Linked DNA regions of Sus scrofa: region 1 is linked to region 2. The links are chromatin contacts, called in public Hi-C maps. All regions are on one chromosome and are shown on one strand. Each heading gives the region's core, a stretch centred on a gene start, on an enhancer-like site or on the middle of the called end of the contact. The rest is flanking DNA. Distances are from core to core; before and after follow the strand shown. Region 1 holds the start of NFXL1 (NF-X1-type zinc finger protein NFXL1). Region 2 holds the start of COMMD8 (COMM domain-containing protein 8).

Evidence for each region. Hi-C and Micro-C count contacts between places; a contact is called where the count stands out from the background.
Region 1: a Hi-C map of skeletal muscle shows a contact between it and region 2, with 4 times the contacts expected there. The contact joins the promoter of NFXL1 here to the promoter of COMMD8 in region 2. A contact is called at or near these places in 2 of 47 Hi-C or Micro-C datasets (liver and skeletal muscle).

What each region holds. Positions count from the first base shown.
Region 1 is chr8:37,874,171-37,880,779 of Sscrofa11.1, forward strand. NFXL1 (NF-X1-type zinc finger protein NFXL1) reads right to left here and starts at 1,412. Exons shown (of 23, transcript XM_021100578.1): 1 at 1,346-1,412; 2 at 707-952. The coding sequence starts at 950.
Region 2 is chr8:37,377,517-37,383,522 of Sscrofa11.1, forward strand. It overlaps COMMD8 (COMM domain-containing protein 8), which reads right to left and starts at 2,808. Exons shown (of 5, transcript XM_021100563.1): 1 at 2,660-2,808; 2 at 780-935. The coding sequence starts at 2,725.

The DNA of each region.
Region 1 (6,609 bases), core at 162-2,661, 500 kb after region 2:
GCCACACCAGACATACCCAGAAAAGGACACAAAATTTGTGACGAGGAACCACAGTCGAAAGTACCACAAACTCAAGTGCTTACAGGACAAAGACAATTAAAGTTACTAAACTAAGGCAATCAAATCAAGATGGCAAATGACACGTGGCCCCAGAAGTAGGAGACCCAATGAGAAGTGGAAAGCCTAAACCCATTCTAAATGGGATTTCTTCGATGTAGCCTAGCTGGCTGTTCCCACGCGACAGCCACAAAGTTTCATTTTCCAAGAAAAGTAGATGATAACCAGACTGTTATGAGATTTTTAAAAAGAAAAGAAAAAACAAAAATACTACTGGCAACCAATTCAGATTTAATTCACTGTGTCAACCAAACCAAACCAAACCAAACCAAACTAAAGGCTAAATCAGATTCCTCCCCTCGGGGGGTGGGGGGGGGCACAATTTGCAACTTTTGGTCTAGACACTTAGCAGGCAAAAAGAGTGAAAAGAATACTGGATGGGGAAATAACAAATATTCCTATCACTTAAAATGATGAAAAAAGTCTGATGGGAATCAGCCTAGAATGAGCAGCTTCCTGAAAGGTTTGAGAAATGAGGCTAACAATAAACTCCGGAAGAAGAAAAGAAATGAATGGGGCAGAGGCAGTTCTGACTATCAAATGTCTTAGCAGGCATCCAAGTGAGCCCCCCGACAAGTTCCATTCTCACCACTGGCTACGGAAGTCTGCGGCGCTTCAGATCCCCAGGGGCTGCGTCGGGCTGAGCTACCTGCAGCCGAAGCGGTCGCGGCTCCTCCCGGGCTGGGGCCAGGACCAGTAGCGCCCACCGACCCCTTCTCTCGCCCTCCTCCGGCGCCGCGGAGATGGACTCCATTTCCCGAGGAGGGGGCCGCAGTGGCCCGTCCACGGGCTCGGCCTCGGCCACCGGCCACCTGGCGCCAGGAAGCTTCCATCCCTGCAGGAGTGGGGAGGGGGGGAAAGAGTGGAAGGAGCGTGAGCGCGGTGGTGTTTAGACGGGGAAAGGAGAGAGCGGGGGGAGCCGCTGTACCGGGCAGAATGAGGAGGGTCTCCGCAGGGCAGGGACCGGGTCGCGGCCCTGTCTCTCCCAGAGGGCGAGTCCCCGCTAAGCCCGGGCTCTGGAGATGGATCGAAGAGAGAGAGAACTAGGCAGAGAAATGGACTGCGAGGCAAGGAGCATCCAGCGCCGGAGAAGGAGAGCCGTAGAGGGGGAAAGCGCCTCCTCAGCCTCAGGGGTAGCGGGGTGACAGCAAAACTGCGGACAGACCCCGCGGGTCCCTCCAGGAACCAACTGTGGTAGCAAACCCGTTGAAACGCTACGTCTCCTTACCGACGGCGCCCGCCTCCAGCGACTACAACTCCCAGAAGCCCCAGCCCAGGGCTCTCAGAACGCGTGGCATCACAGGCCGCTTCCTCATCCGGGACTGTGTCTGTGTGTTGAGGCAGAGTGGAGGCTGGGGGCGGGGTTGGGGTGGGGGTGGGGTGGCAGAAAAGTCCTCTGAGAACCCGCGAGGACTGAATCGGATCGTCAGAAACTACAATTCCCGGTGTGCTCCGGGGCTCGGGAGAGGTGGGCGCCACAGAGAGAGCGCAAGGTGGGGAAGTGGGCGGGCCCTGAGGCTTTTGGGATGCTTGAAGATTCTGCTGCTTTCCCGCAACTGCCCTAAACCCAGCAGGGTATCGGGAACATGTCCCAGGGGCCGATAATTGACTGTCCGCCATCTTTAGCCTTGTTTTCTGGCTTTCTGCTGGCAGGGAATTTTTCTCACTGACGGGAAAGGCGTTTACTATGAAAACACTTTGGGGTCGGGGAAGATGGAGGAAAAGCTGAGAGAGAGAAAGTGTTTGGAGTGGAGAAAGCGCCTTTCTGAGGTGCTAAAGCAATGGAGAGGATAAAGCTAATGGTATTATTATCATAGTCCTTAATAGTTTACAGTATGCTTCTCTGGAAGCAAGCTGACTTTATTTTCAGGACAGCTCTGTAAAGTATACTTAATTAAGGAAAGTAGTTGAGAGCCAGGTGTGATCCTAATTCTTCTGACTTCACTGTTTCCAATAAGATATAGAAAAAGAGCAATTTCAAAAATTCGGAGGCCTGTCTTTGAGAAATATACTGATTGCTGTTTGGGACTATAGGATTCTTTACAACCCTTCAATTTAACTAATTCCTGTACTTTAATAATAAATAACTAATATTTATATAGCAAGTATTAAGTGCCAGGTGCTATTTTAAAGTGTTTTACATATATATGTCTATGGATAGTGCGGTACTCGGAGTCATCTTATTAGTCCCATCTTACATTAAGAATAGTGAGGCACAGAGAGGTTAAGTAACTTGCCCTTTATATAACTAGTTATTGTTATCAATCCCATTTTTTTTTAATTACAAAATAAAGACAAAATTTTCTTATTCAGCATCCTGGCATGCAACTAAGTCGTATGACTCTTGACTTACACTTTTGAACACACCATGCCGTTAGGTGATAACTGTACAAAAAGAAACACAAGGCTGCAAGACAAGAATAGCCGGAGAAACTGTTACAATATAACTTGTATCTTCACTGTTTCTTACCCCATCCCGAAACTTTGCTAAAAATAGAATGTGCTAAAAATAGAAATTACCCCTTTACCTGTATAACAAGCTGTTGCCTAAGCTGGGGGAGCCTGAGCTCTCTTTGCTCAGAGCTCTCAGCCACTCTGTTGGTTGGTAAGCCCGCTTGAGCTCTCAGCGCTCCAGTTTCTCCCTCCTCTTTCCCTCGCGGTTTCTAACCCATGCTATATGATTACTATGAAAAAATATTTAATTTTTACCTAGAAATTCCAGTTACTTTTAGAAGACCTAATTGGGCCAAAGGCTCACATGATCAGAATTTTCCCCTGCCATATTATACAATGAAAATTGATAATCATAGTAATTACTGTGGAATCAAAAAGAATGTTATGTGCTCTCTGAAAGAGCAAACATTTATTTTAATATCATAATAAAGTTTAGCAGTGGCGAGCTGGTGTGTATCATAATGTTAAAGCATATATACAGTGAGAACACATTTCAACAGCTGCCATTGCTGTTATTTTCACTTTGAAATTTCAGATAAAAATTGAGAAAAGCAAGAGTTCTTCGTGTTTATCCAAAGGGAACATGAGAAATATGTTAAAATGATAAAGCTATGATTACACTCCAGTCCATATACCTAAAGTAAATGAGTGCATAGCTCCACAAAAACTCATGATTATAGCAGTTTTATTCATAATAGCTAAAAACGAGGAACAACCCTCAGGTCTATCATCAGGAGAACAGAAAAATAAATTGTGATATATTCACATAATGGGATGTTATGCCAAAAAGAATGCTGATACGTGTAGCAAGATGGGTGAATCTCAAAGTTAGCATGTCGAACAAAAGAGACCAGACACGACAGAGTACTGACTTGTGAATCTTTCTGGACAAGTTACAGAAGCCAGATTAGTGCTTGCTTCTAGTAGGGGTGGGAGAACTTTAACTGGGAAGAGGGAAAAGACATCCCCCTGAGTGGTGGAAAAAATTCTATCTCGAATTGGGTGGTAGTTTCACTTTTGTATACATACGTTAAAAAGAAATTATACTTGTATAATTTGTGAAATTTGCTATATGATACATCTCAACTTTTTAAGAAGTCTAAAATAAAATATAGAAAAATAAAATATTTGAATACCCCTATTGTCCAGTCATTTGAAAAATTCTGATTTAATTGTATTTATCTGTCCATTACTGACATGTTATCCTGATATAGATTCTTTTTGCCAGTGTATCCACACACGGCCTCCTAAATCCGTTTATCTTTGACAGATACATCTATGCTTAGGTAAACACCATGCCAGTTATTAGTATATGGGCCCTGAGCTCCAATTCACCCTTCAGTATATGCTCTGTGATGGAGGACAGAAGTCCTTTAAGCATCTCCATAAAGTGCATGGTATTAGGTTTTCTCAGGAGAGGGCACTGAAGCAGTGGCATTGAAAGAGGACAGATGCTCTCCTGCTATTTCCTGCTGCTGCAGAGTGGGTCAGCAACCTTGCAGCCCTTGTCTTGCCCAGAGATAACCTTCCTTCCGAGCCACCCTCGTAACATGGAAACAGGCCCCAAAGTCTTTTCTCACACTGGTGCCCTGAGTCACCACACACTTTGCAGCTGACACCCCCTCCTTTATACCTGCCACCCTCCCACTACAGACATGGGCACAACACACCTCTGCCTTGGTTCCCATTCCCTCTGCAAACTCACCCCACTGGTTCCTGATCACTGCTCCAGAGGTGACTGTGGAACAGCTGTGGCCAGAACAAACTAGCAAACTTCTCTGCTATCCAGTGAGTGGAAATAACACCATTTCCAATAAGATCTGAACCAGCCTGGGGAATCAAAGTTCGTCCTTCCTTGGGTATTTTCCCTCAGCCCTAGAATATCATATATGATTTCCTTCTAGTCATTTTTTATCAGAAATTAACAATTCTATGTTTTAAACTTAACCCACTATGTGGTTTCTATTCTTGACTAGACCCAGACTGTTACAAGCATTGTATACATTATACATCAGTCTTATTTGACATATGGGATATGACCCAATCAAAATGATAGAAAAAAAAATTAAGAAGAAAAAAAAAAGAAACAAGATAAAGTGCAAAATACACCCATTAAAATAAGAGCGATATTCTGCCATCTCTAATTTAATTTAATTAGAAAAATAATCAGGTTGATTTCTCTAGCCAAGTTAAATGCAAATAACTTTAGAGGGCTGATTCTTGTTCTTCTTTTCTTTTTTTATTTTTTTCTTTTGTCTTTTTAGGGCTGAACCCTCAGCCTGTGGAGGTTCCCACGCTAAGGGCAAATCGGGGCCATAGCCACAGAAATGTGGGATCTGAGCCGTGTCTGTGACCTACACTACAGCTCATAGCAACGCCAGATCCTTAACCTGCTGAGCAAGGCCAGGTGTCGAACCCACATCCTCATGAATGCTAACGAGGTTCGTTAACCTCTGAGCCATGATGGGAACTCCGAAGGCTGATACTTTTTTGCTTTACTTATTAATACTCAGAATCGAGTGACAAAATTAGTATTGTAAATGTCAATTTCATGAATATAAAATTTTTCAAACTTCACTATGCCTTTTTCCAGGAAAACCTTGAAAACAGAGACAAAAATCAAGTATTTATTCATATCTAATATAACTTGTTATCAAATTTTCAGCTAAACAACCCATCCATCAATCAATAATTAAGTCTGGCACTTATCCGATACTGTTAGGCATTGCATGTTTGTACTCAGAGGTGGGAAATACCCACTATAAGTGAAGTACTAGGATAGGGATGAAAAGGCACTTGAAGACACTAAGACTGAGCAAAGTATTAAAGGCAGGTAAGATACAGATGGAATAGAAAGAGGCACTCCGTTTTGTAGGGACAGCATGAGCCCAGGTTTAGAAGTGAAAAAATAAACATAGCACATGTTTTAACAGAAAGGAGAAAGCTCTGTTGAATCCCAAGGCAGAGGTAACAAATAGGTTGGAGAGCACCTTGAAAACTGAAGAAGAAATTTTGGGCTTTGGAGTTCCCGTCGTGGCACAGCAGAAACGAATCCGACCAGGAACCATGAGGTTGCAGGTTCGATCCCTGGCCTCGCTCAGTGGATTAAGGATCCAGCATTGCTGTGAGCCGTGGTGTAGGTCGCAGACACGGCTCAGATCTGGCATTGCTGTGGCTGTGGCACAGGGTGGTATCTGTAGCTCCGATTAGATCTCTAGCCTGGGAACTTCCATGTGCCGTGGGTGCGGCCCTAAAAAGACAAAAGACAAAAAAAAAAGAAACGAAATTTGGGGTCTCAGTGTTTATACCAACTAGCCACATGAGGTTCAGGAGAAGGGAGGTGACATTATTTAAAAAAAGGGTTTTTTAGGAAAATTAATGTACAAACAATAGCAAAACTTGAGCTGGGAAGGGCCTTGTGAGAGAATGGCTACAATGACTACATGGTCATAGTCGGTATGACTCTCAGTTTACAAACTCAGATGTGCAAATAATCGCATTTCAATAATCATAATCTTTCAGTCGCCTTACTTTGAACTCTGAGTTTTATCTTCCAAGGAATGGCTAGAAAATACATTTGTTCATTCATTCGACAGGCATGTGTAAAGCCCCTATCATGCCCTGTCATTTTCTAGGTGCTGGACATAGAACAATAAATAAAATAAAGCACCTCTCCTTATGGAACTTACACTTGAGTGGAGGGGACAGTAACAAACAAGTAACAAATTAAGACATAATATCAAGTGATCTGTGCAGGGAGATAAAGTGAAGAGTGTTTCAATTTAGGTTGGGTACTCAAAGAAGGCATTCCACCATGGTGACATTTGAACAGAGACCTGAATGAAGGTACAACACCCATTGGAAACTGGAGAAAGAATTTCCCAGGAAGAGGAAAAGGAAACCACAAGGACCCAGAAAAGGGAGCATATGTGGTGTATTTAAGGATCAACAAGGAGGCCAATATAGCTGAATGAGATTGAGCAGGCAGAAGAGCAGTGGAAACCAGAGAGGCAATGAGACACTGTTTAATGTATCACA
Region 2 (6,006 bases), core at 1,558-4,057:
GAAGAATACCCTTCAAGTTCACTTAAAGATATCTATCCTAGAAAAGCTTGCCCATATGTGTATGTGTACAAGAAGACAAACACAAAATGTTTCTAGCAGCACTATTCATCACAATAAAAGAGGCAATGATCCAACGTTCATCAGTAGGGGGACAGAAAAATAAGTTCCACTAATTTCTATCATCAAATACTAAGAGGGGTTAAAACATATAAAGAAGATCTACATTTTTCAACATTAATGAATCTGAAACACAATGTTGCAGAAAAACTACAAATGGATGCATATGTTACCATTTACAAGTTACACATTTAAACAGCTCAAATAATTGCATACATATCGCTTAAAGATGCAAACATTCATACAATATAGAATACAAAACATGCACACAATTCACAAGCAGTAATCTCTAGTGGGAGGGTGATATTTATCTGTAATGCCTTCTTTCTAAAACACACACACGAACCTGAAATACATAAAGTAAAATATTAACAACTGTTCAATTGTGGTAATTGGAATATAGATGTCATTTGTATAACGTTTGGTTTTCTTCTGATTCAAATGCTTCACGACTTAAAAAAATACAATCAAAACCCAAACTACAAAAACCCAGAACTTGCACAGATTTTCCACTTCCTCACAATTATGACATTTTCTATCAGACACTTACTGATGATGGCCCTTGTGCTCCATAGTGCCCTAAACACCAACTTCATAAAAAAAAAATCTAAACACAAATTATTTATTTTATCCTAAGACATAGAAACTTGGAGTGAAGTTACCTCTTCATCAGTTAAATTTTTACCAACTACAGCTTTGAAAAATTCGGTAATGTCTTCTAGAACATGCATCCATTCTGTTGAATCCCAAACACTCTGATAATCCTTGTAGAGTGGATAAGTTCGACCACAAAAGCCATCAATTATTTTGTGAAGAAGCTACAGAGAGAAAAAAGGAGATTAATTAATTATAAGTAAAATCATGGGTAGCTCCCTGGTGGCCTAGTGGTTACGATTCGGAGCTTTCACCACTGCAGCCCATATCCAACCCCTGGACTGGGAAGTGAGATCCTGCTTCAAGCTACTGCACAGAGTAGTTTTTCACTTTTTTTTTTTTTTGGCTAACATCATTTTATTAAAATTTAGTGAGTTCCTGTTGTGGCTCAGCTGGTTACGAACCCGACTAGTATCCATGAGAATGTGGATTTGATCCCTGGCCTTGATCAGTGGGTTAAGGATCTGGCGTTGCTGTGAGCTGTGGTGTAGGTCGCAGATGGGGCTCAGATCTGGCATTGCTTTGGCTGTGGCATAGGCCAGCAGCTGTAGTTCCAATTCGACCCCTAGCCTGGGAACTTCCATATGTCGCAGGTGCAGCCCTAAAAGCAAAAAAAAAAAGTTAGAGCTTCACACACACAAACCAAACCTTCTGTAATTTTGTTGACCTTCAGAAGCTAAAATAATTTTATAGATACACTGCTGTTTTTCCAAAATTCCTGAAAATAAAATGGTGAGAATAAAAGTTTCTCCTTAGGATTCCTTAGACATTGTATTTATATCAATAACCAAAAAACCAAAAAACAAGGTGACTCTTAGATCAGAGTCTTTTAAAATGTATATATACAAACCCCTTCTCTCCATTTTCCACAATATCCACACTGACTTCTTTTGGCCACTACAAAAAAGACCTCAGTGCCTTTCTTTTTCTTTCTTACATTCCTTTCTCTCTACCCTACCTTAACGCCAAATGGAAATCCTAACACATATAACTGTGCGTAAGAAGATAGTGCATTGTGGAGCAAAACTGGCTAGTCTGAGTCCTAGTTCCACTACTTACTAGTTTAGCCAAGGTATTTAAACATTCTGTGCCCACTTCTTCATAGTAAAACAAAGACATCATCTACCCCCATAACGCTGTTGTAAGGATTGAATAAGAATATATGTAAAGCACTTGGACAATCCTGGCATTAAACATTGCTTGCCATTGCTGTCCTTCTTCTTCTTGTATCATCACTATTACTAAATACTATTGCTGGTACCATGTTTAATGCCTTTTAACATGTATTAACTGAGTATGTGCTATACCAGCACTTGAACCACCCCACTTAAAGTAATTCTCCCAGTTTTTGGTAGCATTTAGCAATATTTTTTTCTGTCGCCCTCAAGGCAGTAGGATAAGCTTCTTTAGGTCATCAAGGTATCCCCAGCGCCTAGCACTGCGCTTGGTGCAGAGGGGAGCGTTCCGGAGGTTTGTATTGAATGAATGAATGAAACAAATAGGCTGCAAGCCACCGCCTCCAGGCTGTGAACTTTGAAAAACTACGTGGCCACTCCCCCAACCCCCACCCCCGCCTCCCAGGGTCTCTGGGGCTCCCGGCTGCGCGAGGACGTAGACAGTTTCCCAGCCAGGAGCGGGCACCGCCGGGCAGTGTCTACGCGCCAAGCCTCCGGAGGGGCGCCTTCAAGCCAGGTCCCCGGAAGTAGTACCCTGAGCCCCTGCCTCCAAGGCTCGCTAGGGTAAGCAGGGGGCGGGCCACTCCGTATCACACCTCTTCCCTCTCCCTTCCCTGGGAAGCCTGCGCGAGCCTGCAGCGGCTCGTATCTGCCCCGAAGGCCTGGCCGCCCGGGAGCCGGCCTAGCACAGCCATCCTCTGCGCCCTCCTCACCTGCGGGCCCAGCTCCGCAGGCAGCTTCTGGAGCCGCCACAAGGGCGTCCCTTCTTCCGGCTCCATCCCTGTGTGAAACAGAGGATCGGTCACGTGACAAGCTTCAGCGTTTCCTTTGGGGGCCTGCGCCTGCCCACGTGACTCCCTCGGTTCGGGCGGGGTGGGGGGCGGGCGCGGAGACGCAGGAGCCCTTGTGCGCGTGCGCAGAGATGCTGCCCACGCTTTCTCCGGTAATTAAGGAAAATTCTTTAAACCTGATACGACTTTGCTTAAACACCCTTAGAAATTGCAAGAGAAGCACATTTGGCCCAGTCGATATAGTTCAGCTGGGCGAGCGTTAGACTGAAAGCACGTTTGCAAATCTTTCAAAGTAGTGTGCAATTTTGCTGGGAGTTCTGTTGAGCTTTTTCTGCACTCTTTAGAAAACCATCTAAAAGGGGTAGCCACATTTAGGGGTGTGCCAGACTCATTTTCCTGGAGGTTTGGCTTATGTCTATTGCTAGAGTGTCTTAATTTGAAAGGCAAATTGAGAGTTTCCATGCGGAGAGTCTTTATATAGATTTCCTAAGATACTAGTTTCATCTCCAATTCCAGGTGACAAAATTAGAGAAGTTCGTAGCGTTGTCAGATGTCCAGTTAAATATGAAATTTCAGATTAGCAACGAATGTGTCTTATAAGTATGCCCTAAATATTGCATGGAACATACACTAAAAAAAGTGTTCATTGAAATTGCTGTTGTGGCACAGTGTAAACGAATCTGACTAGGAACCATAAGGTTGTGAGTTCAGTCCCTGGCCTTGTTCAGTGGGTTAAGGATCAGGCCTTGCAGTGAGCTGTGGTGTAGGTTGCAGACAAAGCTCGGATCTGGTGTTGCTGTGGTGTAAGCTGGCAGCTGTAGCTCCGATTAGATCCCTAGCCTGGGAACCTCCATATGCCACGGATGTGGCCCCAAAAAGGGCAAAAAAAAGTATTACTTATTTATCCGAAAGTTTAACTGGGTATCTTCTATTTAATCTGTCAACCCTAAAAGTCCCTAAAAACGTGAGCTAAGTTAAGAGCACAGCCTGAAGTGAAAAAAAATCAGTCAGACTCTAGAGTCACACTCAACGTTGGGCCAAACCTAAAACCCAGTCTTTCTGTGATTTCTCTCGTTATTACAGCTGTTACTTTAATCAAGTTCTGAAGAATTCAGTAATGATAAGACGATCCCTGACATCCAGAAGTATGTGCAGAAGCAGAGTAGGTTGGAGAGAGAAACAGGAATTACAATCCAATATAAACTTAACAGTAAAAGTAGTGCAAGGTGATAAAGCATACCACAGGAAAGAAAGAATTTTATTTTAGTCTGTGGGCTATGCATAAAAAAACTACCCAGTGACATCCTTCAAGAGTTAGCACAAATGCTTTTTCTCTACCTTACACCCACTTCTTGAATTTTCATGGATGTCCCTCTTTTAAAATTAGCCACTTTCGGAGTTTCCACTGTGATGCAGATGGGTTAAGAATCTGACTGCAGCAGCTCAGGCCTCTGTGGAGGCATGGGTTCCATCCCTGGTCTAGAAACTTCCATATGACACCAGTGGGACCATAAAATTAAAAAAAAAAAAAATTGCCACTTTTTAGTTCTTTAGGTAGGTAGGTACAATTTTCATGGTCGCAGCTGAAACATAATCGTCTTAACACTTCATCTTTATGCATAGGTGCTCCCCAATAAATGAGAAGCTATCTGGAAAAACACCTAATCTGTGTCTGGTGGTAAATGTATGGAGAATAGGGTCTGTTTTCTAAGCAAACAACTAAATTTTATATGTTGTAACAGAATAAAAATATTTATGAAACATCTCCTATATGCCAAACAATTTATGGATTATATCTTATTGATCCTCCCTATAAATGTGTGTGGTGGGTATTATCCTAACTTGAAAAAAGAGGAAATAAAACGTAGAGAACAGACATGTTTCCTCATTTTTCAAGTTAGGATAATACCCAGCACACAAGGTTGTGGGAAGAATTAATAGATATAACAGGGAGTGGGATGGACTGGGAGATTGGAGTTGGTAGATGCAAACTATTGCATTTAGAAAGGATAAGCAATGAGGTCCTACTGTACAGCACAGGGAACTAGATCCAGCTCTTGGGATAGACCATGAGGAAAGACAGTATAAGAAGGGGCATGTATGTATATATATGTATGACTGGATCTGTGCAGCAGAAATTGGCACAACACTGTAAATCAACTATACTTTTAATTTTTAAAAAATGAGAAAACAAGCTTGGTGAAGAAATATTGAGCGTGTGTCGAAGGTCACATAAGCAGTACCTATGATCTTATTTGCATCTGTGAACTGGTAAGGCTTATACCTTGAATTATTCTTATGATCCTAATGGCAAAGACTAAGGAGCAAAATTGTAAATATAAGGTGAAATATTAGTGAAAATCTGAAACAGGCATTCCCACATTGCTGTTGAAAATATAGATTAGTGCACTTTTTGCTGGAGAATTACAGTTACATGCACAAAACCTTTAAAATATATATAACTCTTGAACCCAGGAATTCAGTTTTAGAAATAGAAGAAGGAAATGTTTAGCTCTAAGAAGAGTCATTGATACGTTAGTTACTATAGTAAATAGCTAGTAATGTATTATCGGCCTAACAAATTTTGATACAGCATAAAATTAATCCACAAAAAAGGTGATTTTGTAGAAAAAAATACTTGATAAAATATAAACTTGCTCACTCTACACTACTGGGAAAAAATGTAGGTTTCAAAACTACTTGTACTGTACAATCCGTGGTGTGACTTGCACGGATACTTGTAGTGTGTAAATTCCTGGCCTAGGAATATATTAAATATATAGCAATGGTTATCTTTCATTTCAGGGATTGCAGGTGAATTTGATTCCTTTTTAGTTTTTCTAGATTTTCTATTCAAAGGTTTATTTAAAATGTCCTACTGGTAGCGCTGATAAATTATGATTCCATCTATTCCCTTTAAATTTTGACCTGAAAATTAGCCAAGTCATACCTGAACTCATTCATCCCTTTCTTCCAACATCTTGCGAAGCGCAACCAATATACGTTGATAATTGTCTTCCAATCCCATTGCCTAGAATTATAGCCTCAGCTGGTGTAGATTCTGCCTTCCTAATTGTCAAAGTCTCTGTGTAACATGCATCCTAGCTTTTCAGCCCACTGTTGTCCATTAAGCAAACCACATACTTTAGGTTATTATACAGTTCTTCCCACTCTCATACCAATTTCTGCATCGATCAATGTTAACTGCTTTAACAAAACAACACCAAAATTTTGATAGCCTAACAATATCTATTTATTTAACAAGTATG